5 separate regions of the Mus musculus genome follow, and regions 2, 3, 4 and 5 are each linked to region 1. Evidence: chromatin contacts called from public promoter capture Hi-C data. All regions are on one chromosome and are shown on one strand. Each heading gives the region's core, a stretch centred on a gene start, on an enhancer-like site or on the middle of the called end of the contact. The rest is flanking DNA. Distances are from core to core; before and after follow the strand shown. Region 1 holds the start of Cnot3 (CCR4-NOT transcription complex, subunit 3). Region 2 holds the start of Arhgap33 (Rho GTPase activating protein 33). Region 3 holds the start of Rab4b (RAB4B, member RAS oncogene family). Region 4 holds the start of B9d2 (B9 protein domain 2). Region 5 holds the start of Rabac1 (Rab acceptor 1 (prenylated)).

Region 1 (2,530 bases), core at 13-2,512:
AACCGAGATACAGCTGTTTAGAAGTGCTTCAACTGTCCCAACAGAAGAGCACCAACAACTGAAAGCATGGGAGCTCGCATTCCACCGACCCAGATCTAGAAAGAAAAGCTAAGCGGTCCTCACCACACACAGCAATACCTAACCACTTAGGAAGCTTCACCCACCGAGGCAGACCGTGCATCGTAGTGGAGCCTGCATCCCCAAAGCTAGAGTCCACTGATACCCCACCTCAAAGATGCAAAAGATGTGAAGCCAGGAAGTGAGCAATACGGTACAGTCCTGAATCCAAGGTTTGGGGAGGGAGTGTTAAAACAAAACACACACACACACACACACACACACACACACACACTCACAAACCCCATGCTTCCTTAAAAAGAAGATTGGTGGAAAGGGACCTCTAGGAGACTTCACTGCTAGAGCTGTAAGGACTAGGTGGAAACTTTGGCTTAGGCTCCAACTCACAACGTTAACTGCACCCTCGGGTCTTGGGGACTTTTTCCTCCACAAGATCCATCTCTTCCAAAGAGGCTTCCCCCTATCAAGACACCAACAAGCTGGAGCTTTCGGGTGCACTGAGGCAACGCTCCCGAATGGAGCTCCCGGGGAAGGCATGACTGCAGGAGTGGGCCCCGCGCCCAGAGCAGAAAGACCCCTCCGCGGCCCGCAGCGCGCCCACCGCTCCAAGCCCAGCCAGACGCGGAGGAGGACGGGCACCTCGCACCCGGGGCCGGCGCTCTGCCACGCGGGAGTCCGGACGCGGGAGGACAGAGAGAGGAGAGGGTCCCCGCCCGCCCGAGCCGAAGCTGGGCCCGAGCGCGCGGCTTGGGCCCGGCGGGAGCTGAGGCCGTGTCGCGACAGGCAGCAGGGTCGCGGAGCAAGAAGTCGGCCGATGGAGCTGAGGGAAGAGGGAAAGGGGTCCGGCCCAGTCGAACCTGACGCTCACCGCAGGAGCTGGCGCCGCCGCTGCGGAGCGTATCGCGACAGGCGAGGAGGGGGGAGAGAGAGGCGAGCGCCCGCCCGCCGCCTTTTTTTTTTTTTTTTTTCCTCTTTCCTCGCGCCCCGAGCCCGGGCGCTATCGCGATAAGAGGGCGCGAAAGCCGGAAGTAGGGTTGGGTTGTTGATAGAGGAAGTGGGCCCGGGATTGTTCTAGACGACCGAGTAGGGGATTCAGGGATCAAGGAAAGGCCCGGCAGCGGCTGCCGACGGCTCCACGGAAGCTGAACGGGCCCGGTCCAAGATGGCGGCGGCGGAGGCCTCCCCTCCTCTCTTCTCCTCTCTGGCGCCGGCCCGCCCCCGAGCCCCGAATATAGGTCCGTCATTGCTCCCGCAGTACGTCGCTCTGCGCCGTTAGGCGCGCCCCATTGGTTCCTAGCGAGAATGAGGCCAACCTCTTCATTATGATTGGCTGATCTCGGCAAGGCGCGGCGTTCGATTGGCCTCCCGCTCAGCTTGCTTGGATTGGCTCGGGTATTTCTTCCCAGCTCCTCCTCCTCCTCCCCTCCTCGGAGCACAACACGCCAGCGCGAGGACCTGGGTGTCAATCAGGAAGCCTGTGTCGTGCTGATTGGATGTGTCCGCCCCCTTACCCTAAATCAATTGGCAGCGGGGAGGAGTCAGGGTGAGGGGCGGGAAGTTACTCGTCAAGTTTAAAGGCAGCTGTAATTGGTTGCGAGGTGTATTCTACCCTGAACTCATTGGTTAGCTATGAATGTGGGTAGAGGAAAACGACAAAAAGCATAGCGTGTGAGTGTTAAAGGAAGCTTATCTAGTGGGAGACGGAGAGGTGCCAGAGGGTTGGGGATAGTAAACCCAAGTCATCTACCAATCAAAAGAGCCGCCAGCCCTAAGGGGAGGAGCTAGACAAACACCCCGCCCCTTCCCTCGGTTAGCCAATAGGGTAGCTATTAACCTGCCGACAGGTGTGGTTGTCGGAGCATCCTTCCTTTGCCTGTCTAGGCTGTTATCTGATCCTCGTAGTTATTCCCCAAGCGCGTTTGCTTGGTATATCTCTAAAACTCAGTGCTTTCTAAAGGATGAAAGAAAGAAAGAAGGAATCAGGAACATTGCAGAAGCGACTGAGAAACACAAGGCGTGGGACTGACGTTTCTCTGGTTAAGTTAGCAGACTGGGACCTTCCCTGGAGTTGCAAGGACTCCAGCTGTAGAGGAAACTGCGCTTTGCCCTACCTCGGTTACATCTGTAATGACTACTCACTAGAGTTCTGCTATGCTTCTTAAGGAGTAAACTTCTCCGACCACCCTTGCCGAGTGCTTAGGTGAGCCTCTGGTTTAATTTTGTTTGATTCCTGCCGTTTTTACACATACTTGAGTCTCACTCTCTGGATTTCTCGTTGTTTAGTACCCATGAAGCACTCCATAGCCCTTTGCTGACTAGGTTGCAAACGTGAGCACCACGTTTTCATGAATTGGGGAAACTCGATCTATCTCTGCCTACTATGTGGAGGAAAAGAAGATAAATCCACACTTGAAGAGAACGTGCACGTGCATTTCACCGCATCAGAATGGCA
Region 2 (2,530 bases), core at 10-2,509, about 27 Mb before region 1:
CTCGGATGATACATATTTATATTTATTTTGTTCATTATCTTCCCCCATCAGCCTTTGATTTGGAGGTTTTAAATTTTTTTATTTAATGCATACAGGTATTTTGCCTGTGTATATGTTGGGGGTTCCATGTGTGCCTAGTGCCCACAGAGAGCATCTTCTGGACATCTTGGAGCTGTAGCTGGTGAACAGTCATGTGGGTGCTTGGAACAGGGAGTAGAAATCTGAGGACTCTGGAAGAGTAGTCAGTGCTAACTGCTGAGCCATCTCTCCAGTCCCTAATTTGGTTTGTTTGAGACAGATTTTCACTATGCAGCTCAAGCTGGCCTCAAATTCATGATTCTCCTGCACCCACTTTTCCAGTGCTGAGATTACAAACCGAAATCACCTAGTTCATACTAGCCTTTGAGCTTCCATATGGGTAAGGCTGTATTTTTTTTTTTTTTGATTATTGGTATATCCCCGAATTAAATAATCAAAGTCTTTAAAAGCCTGGACCGGGAGCGTGCTACCGAAACGAGAGGCCTGCTCAGGTCCAGATCAGTGAAAGCATCCTTCCGGAAAGGGTGTGGCTGCAATGCTTTCTAGGCACTTCTCTATCGTTTAAAAAAAGAAAAAAGACTGCACCTGGCTTTCTGAGAGGCATGAATGTCATAGCATTCCATACAGAAGCTTTTCCTAGAAAAAGATGTCAAAGGCTAGCCTCAAATAAGCGAATATAGGGAAACAAGGAAAGATGTCCAGTGAATAGGGGGAGGCCAAGTCGCACAGAGCCTAGGGTGGGGACACAGCGGGGTGTGCGAGATCAAAAAGCTTGTGGGCGGGGTCAGGATCAGGACTGACAGCGTGGGGACTGGAGGACCCGCATTTCGAAAAGGCTGCTTGTGGGGGATAGTCGTAGGCGAACCCAATGAAGCACGTCCGAGGAGCGACCGCGGGAGGAAAGGGCAGGCTGCTTAAGGAGAGAAGTGGCGGCAGCGGAGCATAAAGAATACAGGGTTTTATCTCAGGAGGGCCCTGACAGCCAATGCCAACCATCCATGGGCGTGGCGCTGTCAAACTTCGGGGGGTGGGACTGGAGAGACGGGGCGGGGATGGGGGCGGGAAGTAGAGCAGCACTCAAAGCCAATAAGCAGCCGCCTTGTGGGCGGGGCGTAGCCCTCAGGCCAAAACTGGAGCCAATGAGAAGGGCCTCCGCGTGCCCGCTGGCCCGCCCCTCATGGGGCGCGCGCCAGAGACCCCCCCGGCAGCCGTTAGGGGAGGAGCCTGCGACCGCCCGCGCGCGCCTCACGCCCTCCCCTTTGTGTCACCATGGCGGCGGAGGCGGCGGTGGCGAGGACTGCGAACGAGGGCTCGAAAGCCGCCGGGGTCTGAGGAGGCTACCGCGACCATGGTGGTGAGGGGCCCTCGGGGCCATCAGTCTGTGTGTCCGCGTGCCAGTCTGTCCGCGCGGCCCCGCCCTGCGCGCCCCGCCCCCGGCCCCGCCCGAGCCCGCGGCCTGCGCGCCGCCCCTCACCCTTCCTCGCGGTCCCCTACGGTCTCCACCTCGGTGCGGTCCTGGGTCGCGGCCCGGGCCTCGACCCCGCCCCCTCAGCGCACATTTCCTCCCTCCCCCTTCTGGGCCCTGAAAAAGGGGTGACAGTGGCGGAGGATCCGGACTTGAGAAAAGGGGGCTGGTTCAGGGAAGGACCCGCGCGCCCCATGAGGGCTTCCCCCCTGCAGGCGTCTGCCGAGGCTCCCTGGAAACCAGCCCCCACTCCAGCGCCCTCCTCAGCATCCTCATCCCCAGTCACCCTCCCGACCACCACCTCCTGCTCCCAACAGCCCCTTTCTCATTCCTGAGCCCCACCCCCATCTCACTCCATCCCCTGCCTGACCCTTTTCTTCTTCATTTTCATCCCACGCCACGCGCTCTCAATCCCTCCACCGACATCGATCTGAACCTTTATCGAAGTCTCTCCCGCCGCTTCCCGATCCTTACTCGAGGCCAACATCGCGCCTCCCGCCTCCGTTCCACTTGAGCCTTGGGGCTTCTCCATCTCCTTGTCTTCATCTCCCCTCCTCCATACTGCTCCCGCTCATTCATCCATTCATTCCCTCACTCCACAGACATTCACTGAGACCTCCTCTGTGCAGGCCCCATGCTCCAGGCACAGAAACAGTCAGATCCCATCCTGCCTTGGGGAGCTTCATGGGCTGGCAGGGGACAGACTCTGAGGGTGAGACCCAGGGATGAACTTGGGGTTGCAGGGACACGGAGGAGGGAAAAAGCCCAGTCTAGCAAATCCCCGAATCCCCATCTGGCAGCTGGTTATTTTATTCATCAGAGTTGCCCAGTCTATGCCGTGCAACTGGATTGGCACTGCGTGTCAGGGACCCAGAGAAGAATCATACATACAGTACTAACTCTGTGCTGATCTCTGTTGGGCATTGGCGGGGGTGGGGGTGAGGGTGTCAGCCTGGGGCCCTATTTCCAAAGGGAGAGATGAGTTCCTTGCAGGAAGCATCTCAGAGTGAGATGGATAAGCTCAGG
Region 3 (2,530 bases), core at 23-2,522, about 24 Mb before region 1:
GGTGGAGGTGGGAGTAGGATGATAGTTCCTTTATTTGCTTACCTGTTTATGAGAAGTAATTATTTTTGTTGTTGGTATGTACCCAAGCTGGCCTCAAAATCACTAGCCTCCAGTTTCAGCCTCCTGAGGGCTGCTGAGTTTACAGGCCCTGCCCAGTGCTGAGTGATCTCTAATTGGGAAATGGCAGAGGGTGCAGTACTGGAAGCTAATGTGTTCATTTCTGGGTGATCAAACCTAGTCCTTGCAGCTATAACTTTGTTAGAACCACTAGGCGCATTGCAATGTCATCACTGGTTGGTTTTCTATCTACTCTTTTTCAGCAATGGGATTTCTACTGCCAGTGAGCTCAGCCTACCGCTATCCCTGCAGTTACCCTTCCGGCTCTATGCAAATACAGCAGCCAATGGCAAACTATTTGTCTCTTTGGTTTTTGGGGTTGGGTGGGTATGTGCAAAGAATGTTTCACGGGTTTCTGAATATAGCCAATTAATGCCCTGAATGTTGTAACGTCAGTGGCTACTAGGCAGAATTTCACTTTGCAAGCCCTTTGCTCCAAGGTAAGGTTTGGGACCCCCAAGCAAGGGGGTAAACAGTACAATATATGTACGCTTTCCTCTCTTTTAAAGGGAGTTGAATCATTGGTATGAGCCAATAGATCCCGAGAAGCGCATAGAACGTACAGTTTTTTTGTTTTGTCTTTGTTTTGAGGGTTTCTCTATGTAGGCCCTGACTGTTCTGAAACTCACTATGTAGACCAGGTTGGCCTTGAACTCAGCGATACATCTGCCTCTGCTTCCTGAGTACTGGGGTTGAAAGCATGCGCGACCCCAGAGCCCGACCAACAGAGGTTTTTCTTGTAGATAGGGATAAATGTGCGCGTGTCCTCAGCTTTCCTCTTTCCGGTCTATGGGGTTAGAAATTACACTCAGCAGCCTGAGATCCATTCTTCCAACTCTGTCCATCCTGCCCTTGCTCCTTCTTGGCATTCTTGTCCCCGCCCCGTGCCTACGTATAACCAATACGGAGTCTAGTCTCTGCTCCCCGATATTTGACCAAATCCGTTCCACCGCTAGGGCAGCATCTCTGCCTCCGCCCTCTCCCACTTGCTCCACCAATCGCTCTTCTATGTCACGCCCCTTTTGACTCGGCCCCTCTCATGCCACCAATCCGCGCCGCTTATCCCGCCCACTGCCTCCTGAATCCACCAATCACTGCGTTGGGCGAGCGTGGCCTGGTATCCGCAGCTCCGGAGGCTCGCGCGGGAGGGGGGGGGGCGGTGAAGGCGGAAGTGGCGGCGCCGGGTCCAGAAGTGGAAAGGAGCTGAGGCTGCAGCCCGAGTGGAGCGGCTGCCAGCCGAGGAACAGGCGCGGCTGCGGCGCCATATTGCGGCCCTCAGCGGTCGCCACTGAGCCATGGCCGAGACCTACGGTGAGGCTGATGGGCCGAAGCAGGGGGGGCTGGGCCCGTAGTGGATGTGGATGTGGAAGTGGGGCGGGGCTTTCTGGTCAGGTGGGCGGGGTCTGCCCGGATACGGGGCAGGGCTAAGTGGGTCTGGGGCTGAGCTAATCGATTTGGGTGGAGCTTGAAGAGGCCGCTGTACGGGTTAAAAAGATCTAGGGCGGGATTTAAGGGACCTAGTCTTGGTAGATTAGGGTAGGGGGTAGGCCTTGAAGAGGGAAGCAAGCCTTCCTGGGCGGAGCATGAGTGGATAGGGCGGGGCTGACGGTGACCAGCAAGGGTCAGGTTTTATGGACTACAGAGAGAGCCTCACAGATGCTGTGCACCCTGCACACTCTGTGGGCTGATCTGGTTTGAGAGGGCTGGAGTGATGTTCTTGAGTTATAGATTTGAAACTTAGCGTCAAGAAATGCGGCATAAGTTTAAGGATAGAGGCCAGGGGTTCTGGACAGAGGATGGGGAGACAAGGTTCAGAGTTAGGCAATCAGTATGGATGTACAGTGTCAGGTGGGTAGAGGTAGGTTGGAAGGCAGTAGAAATCTCTGACGACAATCAGAGACAGCTCCATTCATTGAACACTCATAGAAAAGCCACAGAATCTGGTGCACACTTACCAGAGGAGGTAACCAGTTTAGGACATAGGCCCAACGTCAGAGGCCTTGACAGAGTGAATGAGTGAGAGGGGGTAGGAGGTGAAGTGAAGAGGAATGGAGGTCAGATTTAATTCTTGTTGAAATGGCTTTTGAAATGCATCAGGTAAGGTCTTGCATTGTGGAGACCTTTAGTTTGGGTTTGTAGCTTAGCTGTGCCTAGCTGTGTAGTCTTGCTTTCGTCAGTTAACCTCTCTGGCCTCATTTTCCTAGTCTGGAAAGTAGAAGTCCTTAGTATACTTCCTTCTTTCCTTTTTAAATATTTATTTAATGTATATGAGTACATTGTAGCCGTATTCAGAGCCACCAGAAGAGGGCATTGGATCCCATTATAGATGGTTGTAAGCCACCATGAGGTTGCTGGGAATTGAATTCAGGACCTCTGGAAGAGCAGTCATTGCTCTCAACTGCTGAGCCATCTC
Region 4 (2,530 bases), core at 11-2,510, about 22 Mb before region 1:
CTGTTCCCTTGCCTCAAGGCCTTGGCAGCGGCTGTTCCTTTTGCCCTGAAACGTCTGCTACTGGGTGCCCATTTCCGGCTGTTTTCCTCCTGCCCCCCAATTCAAGTGCCACTTGCACAGAAAGGCTTTCTCTGATCTCAGACCTCCACATCCCAAATCAGCCCCCAGCACATCACTTTCTTTTTTTCCCTAGAACTTACAATAATCTTGTATATATTTTGTGCTCTTTTCTTTGAGACAGGGCCCCAAACTTGTAATAGAAGGCTTCCTAGGTGCTGGAATTACAGATATGCATAAGCACACCTAGTTTGTCTACTGGCCTGAGGACAGGAAGTGTGTGTGTGTGTGTGTGTGTGTGTGTGTGTGTGTGCGCGCGTGTTTTCTATGTCACAGCCCCATATGCTTAGGGGCTATGTTTTCCGATGGTGAGATAACATGAAAGACAAGGATAAAGAGAAGCAAACAGTATGAGTTCATTGGAGAATCGAGGAAGGAACATGGAGACTTAGGCTAGGGGAGGGAGCTGGGTATTGTTTGGGAGATGAACAAGGTGTGAGGAGGATACCTGTGTGGATGCCCCACTTGCAAAAGAGGCTGCTTTCCGAGAAACCGGTGGCCCCTATGATCTGCCCGATCACGTGCACTTCAGCCATGGCTCTAGGAAAGGAAAAATTCAATCACAACCCTGTGAGGTAACTGTATTATTTCCATCTGACAGCTGGGAAAACTGAAGCCTATCACATAAAGAACAGCACTGTGATTCTAAGCTAGTTCCACCAACCCACTGACAATGTGGCCTTCATCACAGATACAAGCCACGTCCCCAGAAAAGCCCAAGAAAAATGGGGAAGTCTCCCAGAGGTGTGGGAACCTGCACCAATAAATAAACCAAGGCTCAGACGCTTAGAAAGCCCCGCCCCAGGGTTGTGGCCCCGCCCACATGTGCAAGGCCCCGCCCCTTCGCGGCAGATCAGCCAAGCTTCAAAAGGCGCATGCGTCTCGTCTCGGGTGTAGGGCCGCTTTACCCTTGCCCGTAGGCGTAGCGCATGCGTCATTCCTACCTCCGCGTACTTGACCGTTAGAAGTGAAAGCTGCCTCGGGGATGGTAGTTCACGGGCTTCTTTGCGGGCGCCGTCGAGACTAGTCTCGCTCCCCTCCCGGGCCCTTCCAGGCGGAGGGAGATCTGAGGTAGATAGATCCGCAGCCTCGCTCTCCTGGGGTGCCCCGACTGTTGCTGGGGCAACAGCAGGTTCCTCCCCTGAGCCCGCCCTGCGTGCTGATGATTGGTGCTATAGCTGCCCTCTGGGGGGCGGGGCGTAGTCGTGATGGACGCGGTCATTCGGGACTTTTTTGCGAGAATTGCATAGGTCTTGCTCCTGCGACGCCTTACGCCCCAGAGTGGGAGGCCTGGCGGGTTATCTCTATCAGCAGTTGAGGAAGTTAGAACGCCAACTGTTTCCTCTCCATATCTTCTTCACGCAATAAGCAAATCTATTGATGCTCTTTGCTTCCTCAAAACAAAACACCTTTCCTGTTCAGGATCACAGCCAGAATGGAGCCAGCCGACACTAAACGGGCACCTAAAGGGACTCCCATAGTAGTCATCTCTATGTTGTAGCTGGAGGGGAAAAAAGGACCTCCATATTCTGACACTAGAGAAATTGGGAAGTGGGTTTCTCTTCAGTTTTCAGAGCTTCCTCAGATTTCTCAAGGACTGAGAAGTCCAAGTTCTTTCTCAGAGTCACTGCAAAGTTCATTCTAGCAGCTGGTTTTGAACAAACAGGTTGGAGTAAAGATAAATGAGGAAGACGGGGCTGGAGAGATGGTGCAACAAGAGCGCTTGCCTCACTTCCAGAGAACTGGAGTTCGGTTCCCAGCATTCTGTAACTCCAGCTCCAACTCTGCCCTCTTCTGGCGTCCCAGAGGACACTTCCCACCCTCAACCCCTGCCCCGCGCACAGGTGGCATACACAAATAATAAAAATAAATCCTACAAAAGGAAGGAAGAAGCCCCTTTGGCAGGAAGTCAGGGAAGAAAGCCTCTCTCCTTTATATATATATATTTTTTTCCCAAGTCGGAAACAAATTTTAAAAATTTTATGATGAGTATTGTGGCTCATGAGAGACTGAGGCAGGAGGAATGCTGCAAATTTAAAGCCAGCCTGGGCTATTAAGTGAGTTCCAGGCCAATCCCCCTTAAACAAACAAACTAAAACTAAAACAAGAACTTAAGTCGTGTGTGTGTGTGTGTGTGTGTGTGTGGTGTGTTCAGGTGTATGGGTGGTTGTTTGTATGGTGCATATGTAGAGGCCAGAAGATAGCTCGTCTGTGTGGTGTGTGTGTGTGTGTGTGTGTGTGTGTGTGTGTGTGTGTGGTGTGTTCAGGTGTATGGGTGGTTGTTTGTATGGTGCATATGTAGAGGCCAGAAGCTAGCTCACCAACCTCCAAGGTTGTCCCTAGAAGCTATCCACTTTTTTTTCCTTCCAATTTTCAGGATATGTGTTACCAACACTAACACCACTGTTTTTGT
Region 5 (2,530 bases), core at 22-2,521, about 21 Mb before region 1:
CCCAGTGCCACTTGCTCTGGGAAGCACAGGAAAGAGCTCAGAGCCAAGTCCCATCTCCCACAGCCTTCTCGGATGTCTCCTACTACCTACTGACTCAAAACCCATCTAACGTGAGCCTCCTCCCTCAGGAACCTGAAAGTACCCCCTGCCTCATCACATCTCTACCTCAGGGTCCTCGCTTCCACTGTCCCAAAGGACTCCTTTCCCAGCTTCCAGACACCTATCCTAAAAATCCCAGTATTCAAATTTCTTACATTCTTTGAATTAGTTTGCCACTTTCTGCAACAGTGTTGCCTCTGGATCCCACTGCCTTCTCCACTGCCTTCTCCCGAAGCCCCGACTCCCACCAGGGCAGCAGAGACTTGAGGGTCATGAAATAGAAAGAATTTGCTTAGTCCTCTTAAAGAAACTGAATTGGTTCCCATAGCAGTCAAACCCAGCTGACTTTTGCCGCCAAACTGGTTTCCAAGGTTCTCTGTCTTTTCCAGTACTCTGGCCTTGTGGTGTCCCTCTTTAGTCTTTAGGCTAACTGTACATTTGCAGTCCTCCACTGATCTGAAGCAATGCTGGACCCCAAGTGGGAAACCCAGACACAATTTCCTGCTGAGTGGCCCATACTGAAATCCCAACCCGGAGGAGTTCCGTTCCCAGCACCCATGATTTCTAGACAGCTCATAATTGCCTGTAACTCCAGTTCCAGGAGCTCTAAAACCCTCTTCTGGTGGCACACACGCATAAACATATAAAAGTAAATCTTTTCTTTTAAAATGCAAACATTTATTTTTAAATCATGTGTATCTGAGTGTGGGTATGTGCACATGAGTATGTCTGATTGGCTAGAGCTGGAGTTTCGGGCAGTTGTGAAGCACTGGGTGTGGATGCTGGGAACCAAGCTATGATCCTTTGAAAGAGAAACAAGTAAGCCATCTCTCCTGTCTCACTTTCAAAGTAAATACTTTTAGGAAAGAAAAAGTAAATGAACTCTTTCCCAGACTTGCCCAGTTAGAATCAGAATATCTGAGTTTTCGAACAATGTTTTATTAAGCTCTCTCGAGCCAGAACGACAGCTCTGCACGGTCCACGGAAGTACGTTTCTGCCATTCGAACTCCCACAAAATCCTCTGTCCTGACAGTCCACCTGCTGTAGTCCACGCTGAGCCTCCTGAAACTACAATTCCCACAATGCCTAGAGGCTCCCGACGAGCTCTTAGCATACATCTCCCAAGATGTCTTGCGAGGCAAACCTGCCTCTTGACGCCACGATGACTACAACACCCACAATGCTTGGAGGAACAACTACCGCCCTCTAGAGCTCCCAACGACGCCACTTCCAAAGAGTCCCGGCTGGGGTGGGGCCGCCTAGGTGCTGCTGGGCTCCGGGCTATTTACAGCGGTTCTATCCACTGCAGTGCAGACATGGCGGCCCAGAAGGACCAGCAGAAGGATGCCGAAGGGGAAGGGCTGAGCGCCACGTGAGCAAGCAGGGTGTTACCCCCAGATCCGAGATGCAGGAGTCCCTCATCTCCTCAGAGGTCCTGGGAGGGACTCAGTCCTGTTGGCTCCCTCTCAGGACCCTTCCTCCTAGGGGTTCAAGGTCATGCTTGGGACCAGGTGTGCTAGAATCTGGGGTCCAGATTCTACCCTCTCCCTCCCTTCAGCTGCTCTGCTCTGCCCTGCCCATTAGGACCCTGCTGCCCAAGCTGATTCCATCCGGCGCAGGCCGAGAGTGGCTGGAGCGGCGCCGGGCGACCATCCGGCCCTGGGGCACCTTCGTGGACCAGCAACGTTTCTCGCGACCCCGCAATGTGGGAGAGCTTTGCCAGCGCCTGGTACGCAACGTGGAGTATTATCAAAGCAACTACGTGTTCGTGTTTCTCGGCCTCATCCTGTACTGCGTGTGAGTGCCTCTGCGGCCCCGCCCTCGATAGTCAGACCCCGCCCCCGGCTGCCAGGCCCCGCCCAGACCAGTTAGCCCACTTTGTCACTACAGGACCCGGTCAGTCTGTACTCCTGCATTCACCTGACCAGGATGTGGCCTTCGCTGGCCTAGAAGGACGTAACCTCAGTCTGTGTCCAAAGCTAGAGGGGCCTGGCTGACGCAGCCTCGGATACCTAACTCCTGTCTCCCACACTCTTCCAGGGTGACATCTCCCATGCTGCTGGTGGCTCTGGCTGTCTTCTTTGGCGCCTGTTACATTCTCTATCTGCGCACGTTGCAGTCTAAGCTTGTACTCTTTGGTAAGAAATCTCCTGCCCAAATGGCTCCTCGGGCCTTTCTGATCGTGGTCTCACGGAATGCAAACTTCCGAATAGTTGGGACCCAAGACGGCCCCCACCGAGCTGTCCACTAGAGTCACTTAACTTGGTCTTTAAGGGCTTAGACCCACCAGGTGCTCCCCTCCAGTCTCAGCTTCCCAAACCCAGAGAGACCCCAAAGCCCTGGCACCTCTGTCTCTTGTAAATGACTTAATCCAATTCCACTCAACCCCCCCCCCCCCCCCCCACGGAACGCATCAGCTGCAGATACCCA

The links. Promoter capture Hi-C pulls out the DNA fragments that hold promoters and counts their contacts.
Region 2: a contact with region 1 is called in a promoter capture Hi-C map of cranial neural crest. The contact joins the promoter of Arhgap33 here to the promoter of Cnot3 in region 1. A contact is called at or near these places in 3 of 39 promoter capture datasets (cranial neural crest, maxillary cranial neural crest and pre-B cells).
Region 3: a contact with region 1 is called in a promoter capture Hi-C map of the HPC-7 cell line. The contact joins the promoter of Rab4b here to the promoter of Cnot3 in region 1. A contact is called at or near these places in 6 of 39 promoter capture datasets (the HPC-7 cell line, cranial neural crest, frontonasal cranial neural crest and 3 more).
Region 4: a promoter capture Hi-C map of the HPC-7 cell line shows a contact between it and region 1. The contact joins the promoter of B9d2 here to the promoter of Cnot3 in region 1. A contact is called at or near these places in 3 of 39 promoter capture datasets (the HPC-7 cell line, cranial neural crest and maxillary cranial neural crest).
Region 5: a contact with region 1 is called in a promoter capture Hi-C map of second pharyngeal arch cranial neural crest. The contact joins the promoter of Rabac1 here to the promoter of Cnot3 in region 1. A contact is called at or near these places in 4 of 39 promoter capture datasets (the HPC-7 cell line, cranial neural crest, frontonasal cranial neural crest and 1 more).

The regions. Positions count from the first base shown.
Region 1 is chr7:3,644,001-3,646,530 of GRCm38.p6, reverse strand. It overlaps Cnot3 (CCR4-NOT transcription complex, subunit 3), which reads right to left and starts at 1,262. Exons shown (of 18, transcript NM_146176.3): 1 at 947-1,262. It overlaps Gm15927 (a long non-coding RNA gene), which reads left to right and starts at 2,186. Exons shown (of 6, transcript XR_003946711.1): 1 at 2,186-2,278; 2 at 2,362-2,530.
Region 2 is chr7:30,533,789-30,536,318 of GRCm38.p6, reverse strand. It overlaps Arhgap33 (Rho GTPase activating protein 33), which reads left to right and starts at 1,259. Exons shown (of 22, transcript NM_178252.3): 1 at 1,259-1,393; 2 at 2,107-2,216. The coding sequence starts at 2,139.
Region 3 is chr7:27,177,625-27,180,154 of GRCm38.p6, reverse strand. Rab4b (RAB4B, member RAS oncogene family) reads left to right here and starts at 1,272. Exons shown (of 8, transcript NM_029391.2): 1 at 1,272-1,428. The coding sequence starts at 1,413. Mia (melanoma inhibitory activity) reads left to right here. Exons shown (of 4, transcript NM_019394.3): 4 at 321-414. The coding sequence ends at 344.
Region 4 is chr7:25,679,510-25,682,039 of GRCm38.p6, reverse strand. B9d2 (B9 protein domain 2) reads right to left here and starts at 1,260. Exons shown (of 4, transcript NM_001362154.1): 1 at 1,062-1,260; 2 at 566-657. The coding sequence starts at 653. It also overlaps a transcript of Tmem91 not described here.
Region 5 is chr7:24,971,469-24,973,998 of GRCm38.p6, reverse strand. It overlaps Rabac1 (Rab acceptor 1 (prenylated)), which reads left to right and starts at 1,271. Exons shown (of 5, transcript NM_010261.2): 1 at 1,271-1,472; 2 at 1,685-1,897; 3 at 2,141-2,238. The coding sequence starts at 1,417.